Linked DNA regions of Rattus norvegicus: region 2 is linked to region 1. The links are chromatin contacts, called in public Hi-C maps. All regions are on one chromosome and are shown on one strand. Each heading gives the region's core, a stretch centred on a gene start, on an enhancer-like site or on the middle of the called end of the contact. The rest is flanking DNA. Distances are from core to core; before and after follow the strand shown.

Region 1 (4,528 bases), core at 1,102-3,601:
CACACACACACACACACTTTCTGTACTTCCTTGTGTATGTCTTTGGATAAGCCAAGGTTGATGTTGGGTGTCTTTCTTAAATATTTTCTCTCTTATGTTAAAAAATGCTTATTTGTGTTTTGACGTGTGTACGGGAATATGTAGGTGAGTGCAGGTGCCAATGAAGTCAGGGACCTCAGATCCCGCTGGAGTCGTTAGTTGCTGTTTAGCTGCACTGTATGGAACACTTGGAATTCAAGTCCAGACTTCTCCAAGAGCAGAACCTCACTCTTGAAGTACTTAGCTTTTGAGACAGGCCTTTCATTGAGCCCGAAGCTTGCTGATTTGGGAAAGCTCTTGGGATCCTCCAGTCCCCACCCCAGTGCTGGGATTTCAGATGAGTACTCAGTAGCCATCCTTTCCCAAGTGTGCTGGGCATCTGAGCTCAGGCGCTTATGGCTGCACCGAGCACCTTGATGACAGAGCCATCTTCCGAGCCCAGCTACTGTTTGTTGTCCCAACGAATGAACCCATTCTGTTTCAGAGATGCCAGATGTGGTTTTTTAAAGTCCCCACACAATTGAAAATCAGCTTGAGAGAGGATTAGAGTTGTGGGTTATTTCCTATGTGGAAAAGCGAGGGTTGTAATTTCCTTTAAACGCTAACATTTGGGGGGAGGGGTGCATTTGCTTCAGTTTATCGACCATGTTCTTTTAGTCTAAGCAAAGGTTTATTTGAAGCAATTGATAGCATCCAATGAATGACTTGACTATAGGGTTTGAATCTATGTAGCTAACTATGTAGATCTGTAAATATGTCACGCTAACCAACCTGTGAAGTTCTCCTTTGTTCATTTGTGGAACCGGGATGGAATATCTACTGAAGTGGTACTCAAGAGACTAAATTAGATAGTCCACATACAGTCTTGAGCACAGAGTCAAGGAACACTGTAGACACTCAATAGGCCAAATTATTAATATTGTCAGTATTAATAATTTCTTGATTTCTAAAGTTGCTGCCAATTTTATGACACTAATTTTCCTCCATGACCACTAGGTGGCAATACGGTTAGTTGAAAATTCACTGTGAGGGTTTTTATTTCTACCAGTAAAAATCTGTCATGACAGGTAATTTCAAGCACTTTGTCTTAAGCTGCGACTTAATGGCTAAGAGGTTTGCATTATTTTCCATTGAAAGAAAATGCTGGAACAGATCCTATTTGGTTCAGCTATATTTCCATTAAGTTCCTTCTTCCTTTTGCTCTTCCTCTAAATGGGAACGTTAGTGTTGAGTGTTCTGGATGGCACTACTAACTACTATACTGAAGAGATCAACAGGCCAAACTCCACAGTGACCCAGAGGGAAGGCCGTGGGGCTGCCTCAGACGGAAGCTGAAGACAGTTGGATAGTTCTCAATGTGAAACGGATAAATTCATAAAGAAAGAGCCCGGTGTACCATCAGGGAACCCATCCATTCCCAACCATGCTTAGAGATGCTGCATTCGGGAAAGGACATTGTTGTAACATCTGTGGAATGCAATAAATAAACAAAATACATATATAAATACACTCCTCAATGATAGTTGGGTAGATGTGAAAATTAATTCTTACCTTGTCTTGCGGGTTGTCAAAGTATTATTTTATGACTATGCTATCAAAGATGTTGTGGATGACCTATTAGAACAGAATAACTTGGCTGTTAAGGAAATTTAGAGAGGTTGAGTGGCTTAATATAGGACAAATTGTCAAATCCCATTTTACCTTTAACCATGAACTCTACAAAGGCAATAAACATCTGTATATGTTATCTACAGATGGCTAGACTAGACTATAACATCTACAATGTGGTGTATGCTCAATAAATGTTGTTTGTACAATGATAAAATGTCCAACGGATTATAGCAAATAAATGAATCCTGCTGGGACTCATTGAAAGGACTCTGTACCTAACTTACTATGATCTGCTCATACGAGGATCCTATCTGTGCCAAACACATGATGATGTGAAATTCAAATAAAAATATAGAAGGGGTTGGGGATTTGGCTCAGTGGTAGAGCGCTTGCCTAGCGAGCACAAGGCCCCGGGTTCGGTCCCCAGCTCCGAAAAAAAAAATATAGAAAGAGGTAAAGGGAAAATTCAAGTTTACAAATAAAACAGAGACTTATATGAGACGGAAGTGAAACATGGGAATCTGGGAAGGCTGCCTGCCTTCCCATGTGGGAGTAAAGCTCCTTTGACAACGGAAGTAAACAGAACCCTATGAAGTATGGCTTTGAGCCTGGCCCGCTGCTAACCTTTAACCCTGATCTTTTCCAGAATGAGCTGACATGGCTCACTGCGTTTCCCCCAAGCCCAGGGAAGTGCATTTCATTTTCTTTATTTTAAAAAGCACATTGAAAAGGGATTACTCATGGAAATGATTCAGATAGGCCAAGCTCCCAGTCACCATGGGCAAAAAATAATCCCCAAATCTAGGCTAGAAGTTAAAAATAACCCAGAACTGTGGGAGACACTTGCTGCTGTTGCTGTCTGACCTATGAAACAAAACAGAAACCACAAGTTTGCTGAAGGTGTGTGGAATCAAAGCAAGGGGGACCAATTACTTGGCTGAAAGTTTTACAAAGTTTTGAAAGTTCTTCTCAAAAGAGTCAAAGAATAAATATTTTAAGTTTTGTGAACCGCATAGGCCTTCTTCAAACTATAGTGCCAAAGCAGCCATAGTTCTGCTCTGTAGAAATAAACCATGGGCCTTTGGCTTAGGAAAATTTTATTCCCTCAACAAGATTCATAGAATGAACTGTATTCTACTAGTTCTGCCCTCTAAGCTGGATTTTCCCATGATGTGAGTAGAGGGTATCTATGCCAGCTTTCCTACACTCTTGAACTGGGGCTCTTTTTCCAGCAGACACTGTGATTAGCCTCTTATAAGCCTCCATGCCGGCCAGCTTTGTGAGGAAAACTTCTTTTCCATAATTATAACAACTCCTCAAATTATGTTGGAGCCATGTGCTATGGGCTTTGGCGTGTTTCTATTTTCTTAAGGTGACTCTGCATATCTCTGTTTTAGTTCAGTGAAGATTTTTAACTCCGAGTATATTAATTTCCCAGTAACATGCTGGCACGTAGCCCCTATTTCCAAGTTTTCTAGAGATTTTTCCATTTTTTTGACTGTATGCCATTCCTCATGCTTTGGTTCTAGCAAAACAGTGTAGCAATTGGTGTTTGAGTTCCTTATCTTTCCCAGATAATAGCTTCAGCTAAACAATTTCTACTTTTTAGTGGACTGAAGTCCTCTTTGCATTCATCTCTAATACAGGTACACCTTCAACTGACTGCACATTTAAAAAAAACCCACGTTAGAAGAGCTGTCCCCATCCCCCAACCCCCATTCCCCAGGAACTGGTTCGGTTTCTGTTCTGATTGATGGCTGGTTGAGTCTTGTATGACTTCATTACCTCATGCCTTTTCTGTGGGAGTGATCATTTCTTGTCTCAAACAATTTGGTGGTTGATTTTGGTGACCAACATCTGAATGTGGGATCAAGTCTGAACCCTACCTAGTCATGATATGAATTTCAACAAGATCTCTAGATGATTCATCATCATTCAAGTTTGAAAGTACTTTCTCTGGCATGTATTGTGCCTTAATACTACTTTTCTTGAAAATGTCAATTAAGAATCTCCTTTTGGTGGCTGAATTAAACAAAGGAGAGAAGTCTGAGATACCAGGAGCAATTTCTCCCATATTCTTGTGTTGTTGGTGAGGCAGGAGAGTATCTGGTGACTGATCAGTGTGGTCATTTACAAATCTGGTTGTCTTCTTGTCAATCCATTGAGCTAGGATATTGAGAAAAACTGAAGTAAAATTCTAGTTCATAGGCAAAATTATTTTCCAAGACTTTTTACATTGGAAAGCAATGAGATTCTTTCTCCTTTCTGCTTTGAAAAAAATATTGATAATGTGATATGAGTCTTCCTTGTTCTTATCAGAAGAAACTGCAACTTGACCTCTAAGGACCAAACACATGGCCAGGTCTGATCCTCATGCAATGATCCTGTGGGATTATATAGAACCAGCTTCCCCGATGTGACTCCAAGTAGATCAAGAGACAGCCTTAATGTTCTTTATGAGTAAATACCTACACCTATAGAGTGGTCTAGTGGTTATGAAGACTGAAGACAGATCTGATTCTCATCTTGTCAGATCAAGCACATATTCTCTTGAGTGAGCTAGTTTTCCCCAAAGACTGATAATGTAACAAAGTAAGCTACTATGTTTTTACGATGGGGGAACCAAGAATTTTAACCGTACATTTCTAAACCTCAACATAGGTCCCTGGATCACCCAGCCAGTTTTGAAAATTGGAAACCAAGTCTATGTCCCTCAGTTTCCTCAGGTACACATAGGGCCACAAATGAGTTATTTGAATGGTTGCTGAGAGTAACCTATAAATTCACAAGTGCAAAGTGCTTTCCCAAGGTTGGAGATATCTAGAGACACAGTGACAGCAGTGTCTGTTGCAATGACTTGTTAGTTGTGCTCCGAAGA
Region 2 (4,189 bases), core at 171-2,670, 1.1 Mb after region 1:
TCTGTCCCCCCCGAATCTTATCTTAGCATCAAATAACTAAAATTCTATCTTATCTAGATCCTCTACACAATGGCCATTCTATGGACCAATCTAGATTTTGCGATCCTGTATAGAGACACCTCTCTACTACTATAAAGGTTAGAACTGGACACTCTGATGAAAAAAAGCAAGAGTTTGTTTTGTATGGCCTTGCTCTAGTTGCAGAAGTTATTTGGTTGTTGTTTTGCTCTGGGGAAATAAAAAGTATTGGAAACAATCATTTTTGAAAATTAATCAAAAAATAGGTGCAGCTGTGCTCGGCTGTAATCCCAGAACCAAGGATACTGAGCCAAGAAGATTGTGAATTCAAGTCTACCCTGGACTACTAATAATACTGCCTCTGCCTCCCCCTCCTCCTCCTCCTCCTCCTCCTCCTCCTCCTCCTCCTCCTCCTCTTCCTCCCCCTCCTCCTCCCCCTCCCCCTCCCCCTCCCCCTCCTCCTCCTCCTCCACATGATCATCATCATGGTCGTCGTCGTCGTTGTCATCATCATCTTTCAGAAATTTGTAAGAAACTAGAGATCGTTACAGTAGTGTGATCAGAGAGAGAAGACTCCCTATGGTTTGTGATCAGTACAGAAACTGAAAATGCTTCACCTTTCAGCACTTTGGTATTATCCCAATGGACAAGCTCATGATCAGTGGACTTTTCTTCTTTGAGAGACCAGCAGTTCAGAAGTCCTATTGAGTTGCACAAGGTAGGAGCTGCTTATTAGTAATGCGCAAAGGGTTCGCATGCTGGAACGAAGACTGAATGAAGAGGGGTAATGGACTGGCCCTCTATGTCAAGTAGGTTGAAAATCATGCCACCATCTTAGGTTGGTGAATAATTGATCTGTCAATATTGAAGAGTTTGTTTTTTAAGAGTCCATTTTAAAGCAGAAACACCAAATGATATTTTTATATTTCTCATGAAAAATTGTAAAACATGTTTTTATTTTTGCCCCTCCCTGTCAGTCCTCTCGCTAAGGGAATGCTGGCGATAAGCCATCATCTTTGAGATCACTCTGCCATCTTGTGGTTGTAGATGTTGGCTGTAAGGAATTGTCAAAGCTCAAAGAGTTTAGATAATCTTTAGCCACAGACCAAGTACTTCAAAAAACCCTTTGCGGCCATTTTCAAAGAATGGAATGTACTGTGGAAACAGGAAAGAAAAACAACTTTCAATGTCTCTTCATTTTTTGTTCAGTTTATCTGCTTTTGAGACTATGTATTTCAGATCAGCATACTAACTTTGGCGGGCTCTAGGGGGATAGGAAAGTCTCTGCTGACTGAGAAGGGAAAACTACAAATCCCAGGATGCCCAAGGAACAACCTAAACTCCCAGCATGCCTGAGGGGCAACACAGCGGCTGTGCAGACTTGCGCGCGGGTTCTCTTGGGATGTCAGCATGGCGGCGTTCGCAGATTTGGATCTAAGAGCGGGCTCAGACCTGAAGGCTCTGCGCGGACTCGTGGAGACCGCTGCTCACCGTGAGTCTTCTGGCTTCGCGTTGTCCTCCCTACCATCCAGCTTTGTTTGGTAGTTTTTTTCAGGCGCTATTCGGGTCTCGCGTGGGATCTGCCTGACGTCTCTAGAGGCAGATTATAGCTGCAGTATCACCCGGATCCCCTGCGTGAGAAACTCAGAGGCTCTTGACAAAACTGTTGTTACTTGTGTTTGCCCAGTCATTCGTGCAGAGGGAGAGAACAGAGGCCCAGGGGGTGGAGAGATTAGCATAGGACCTACGAGCTGATAAATGATAGAAACGGACTGCACTCCTAAGCCGGCTCTTTTTGAGTCACACGACGTCTGTCAAATACAGAAAGCTGGGTCATGGGCAGGAACTGCTGTGGAAGCTTAGAGAATGGAAAGGGTGTTACCTTATTTTTCTAGAGCATTATAAGTTCCTTGAGGATGAGCATTGATCATGGGAGCTCTCACCTGGCATAGGGCTTGCCAAATAATAGATTCTCAAAACCCTTGTAGAGGAAGGAAAGCAGGGAGTTATTGGGCTGCCTGATAAGAGGAACGACCGTTTTTTGCTTTTTGTTACTTGATTTTTGTTTTTGTCATTACTATGCATTATCTTTAAATATCAATACCCTATCATCCTGTCGGTATTTGGACAACTTAATAGATAAGAGTCGTGATTTAAATCCATTGGGGAGAGGGCACGTATCACAAACAGTACACTAACTGTTGTGATGGTAAGGCAGGCCTGTAGTGTTCCTTGTCTCAGTGTAGAGAGAGTAGTACCTCAAAAGAGGTGTGAGGGAGTCATCCCTCCTTTGCTCCCTAGGAAAGAGGAAATAGAAAGGGTATCGCAGAAGAAGTGAATGAATGATGTCAAAGGTGACAGAAAGACATATAAATCTGAGTTTTTAACATTGTGTGAACATAAACCACAGCCTAAATATGTTCCTGGCTTCTAAATGTCACAGCCAAATATGTGTACTCTTCTAAAACGCTGGGGCTGTTTCACATCATTTTCATGACACTTGAAATTCCTGTCTGCTGTTACCATCATGTGACAGATGAAGAACCTGAAACTCCACCTTAAGTAACAATAAACAGTAGGGCTCAGATCTGCCTTCTGCCCCGCCCCCTTATTGTCTAGGTCTTAGAATTGCGTCCAGGATTTTGCGTATGCTAAGCAAGCATTTTAACACTTAGCTACATCCCTAGCCTCATCCCATACTCTTGAATCTCATATCAGTATGATCACTGTGAACAAGAAAGAATATTTTTTAAATAACCTATTTTTCTATTTTTCAGTGGGATACTCAGTTGTTGCCATCAATCACATTGTTGACTTTAAGGAAAAGAAACGGGTAAAGGAGACTTTCTTGGGTTAATTGGTTACTAAATACAAGTATTTCTAAATATTCATGTCTGGAGTTGGGAATATGAACTAGAAACAAGTATAAGTACTAGTTACTTTTCTTGTTGCTATGACCACATACCTGCAAAAGCAACTTAAGGAGGGGTTTATTTTGCTTATACTCTGAAGGTACAGCCCATCGTGGCAGTAGGGGCATGAGATGGCTGGTCACAGTTTCTCCTCAGTCAGGAAGCAGAAAGAGATGAATGCTGGGGTTCTGCTCACATTGTCCCTTTTAGTTCGCTCGCTCAGGCCCCCAACCCATGATGTAGCACAGCTCCCATTCAGGGTGGAAACACCATTATAGAAATATACAGAGATATGTTTCCATGTTCATTTCTAATTCAGTCTAATTGGCAGTCAGGGATCAATCATCTAAGCGTGTTTCTTTTTTATTAAGGGAAGGTCTTGCATGTCTCTGGTCTGGAACTCACTTTGTTGCCAGGGATGACCTCCTGCCTCTACTACCCCAGTGCTGAGATTACAGGCCTATAGGGAAGGCCTTGTGCACTCACCTTGTGCTTTTTGGAAGGCAGTGTACCAGCTGTATTCCTTAAAACCCCCTGCATTTACTTACTTTAGCAGTTGAACAATCGAACATATATTCATACAAATGACTTTTGTTTTGTTTATGAGAAACTCTAATGCAGCCTAAGGAATCCTGACTTTGAGCTCATATTAACTATGTTACCTTCAAAGATGTTTAAAAGTACATTGCTCTTAAATGAACTGAAAGCATAGTATATCTTCTTGTTTACTTTGTTGCCATGGTCTCATGAACTCATTGATTTCTCTCTTTGATAGACTGTCAGTACGTATATTTCTTTTTAAGCAAACAACTGTATATATGTCATTTCTGTCTTCAAGATTGCTTTTTGTTTTGAGGGTTGTTTTGTTTGTCCTAACAGGGTTTCTGGGTATAGCCCTGGCTATCCTGGAACTTACTCTCGAGACCAGACTTACCTTGAACTCAGAGATCCTCCTGTCTCTGTGAGTGCTGGAATTAAAAGCATGTAGGCATGCACCACCACAGTCTGGCCTTTACTCATGTCCTCTGGTGTTCTTAGCATCTGCCCTTTAGTTTCTTGCCTTAAAAAAGGAGAATAGGCTGGAGAGATGGTTCAGTGGTTAAGAGCACTGACTGCGGGGTTGGGGATTTAGCTCAGTGGTAGAGCGCTTGCCTAGGAAGCGCAAGGCCCTGGGTTCGATCCCCAGCTCCGGAAAAAAAAAAAAAAAGAGCACTGACTGCTCTACCAGCGGTCCTGAGTTCAATTCCCAGAAACCACAT

What was found. A called contact is a pair of places that touch in the nucleus more often than the background predicts.
Region 2: a Hi-C map of the A7r5 cell line shows a contact between it and region 1, with 4 times the contacts expected there. The contact joins the promoter of Rpp30 here to the enhancer-like site in region 1. A contact is called at or near these places in 7 of 12 Hi-C or Micro-C datasets (the A7r5 cell line, Schwann cells, frontal cortex and 3 more).

The regions. Positions count from the first base shown.
Region 1 is chr1:242,117,775-242,122,302 of GRCr8, forward strand. No RefSeq gene overlaps it. Among named protein-coding and RNA genes, the nearest start is that of Ears2l1, 200 kb to the left of the region's middle. Within about 2 kb of position 2,352, at least 4 of the 93 cell types and tissues checked have an H3K27ac peak or open chromatin away from gene starts, as enhancers often do. A contact at or near this core is called in the A7r5 cell line, where this site is marked.
Region 2 is chr1:243,197,293-243,201,481 of GRCr8, forward strand. It overlaps Rpp30 (ribonuclease P/MRP subunit p30), which reads left to right and starts at 1,421. Exons shown (of 11, transcript NM_001191083.1): 1 at 1,421-1,510; 2 at 2,796-2,851. The coding sequence starts at 1,429. The region is part of intron 1 of LOC134485228 (a long non-coding RNA gene); the gene reads right to left.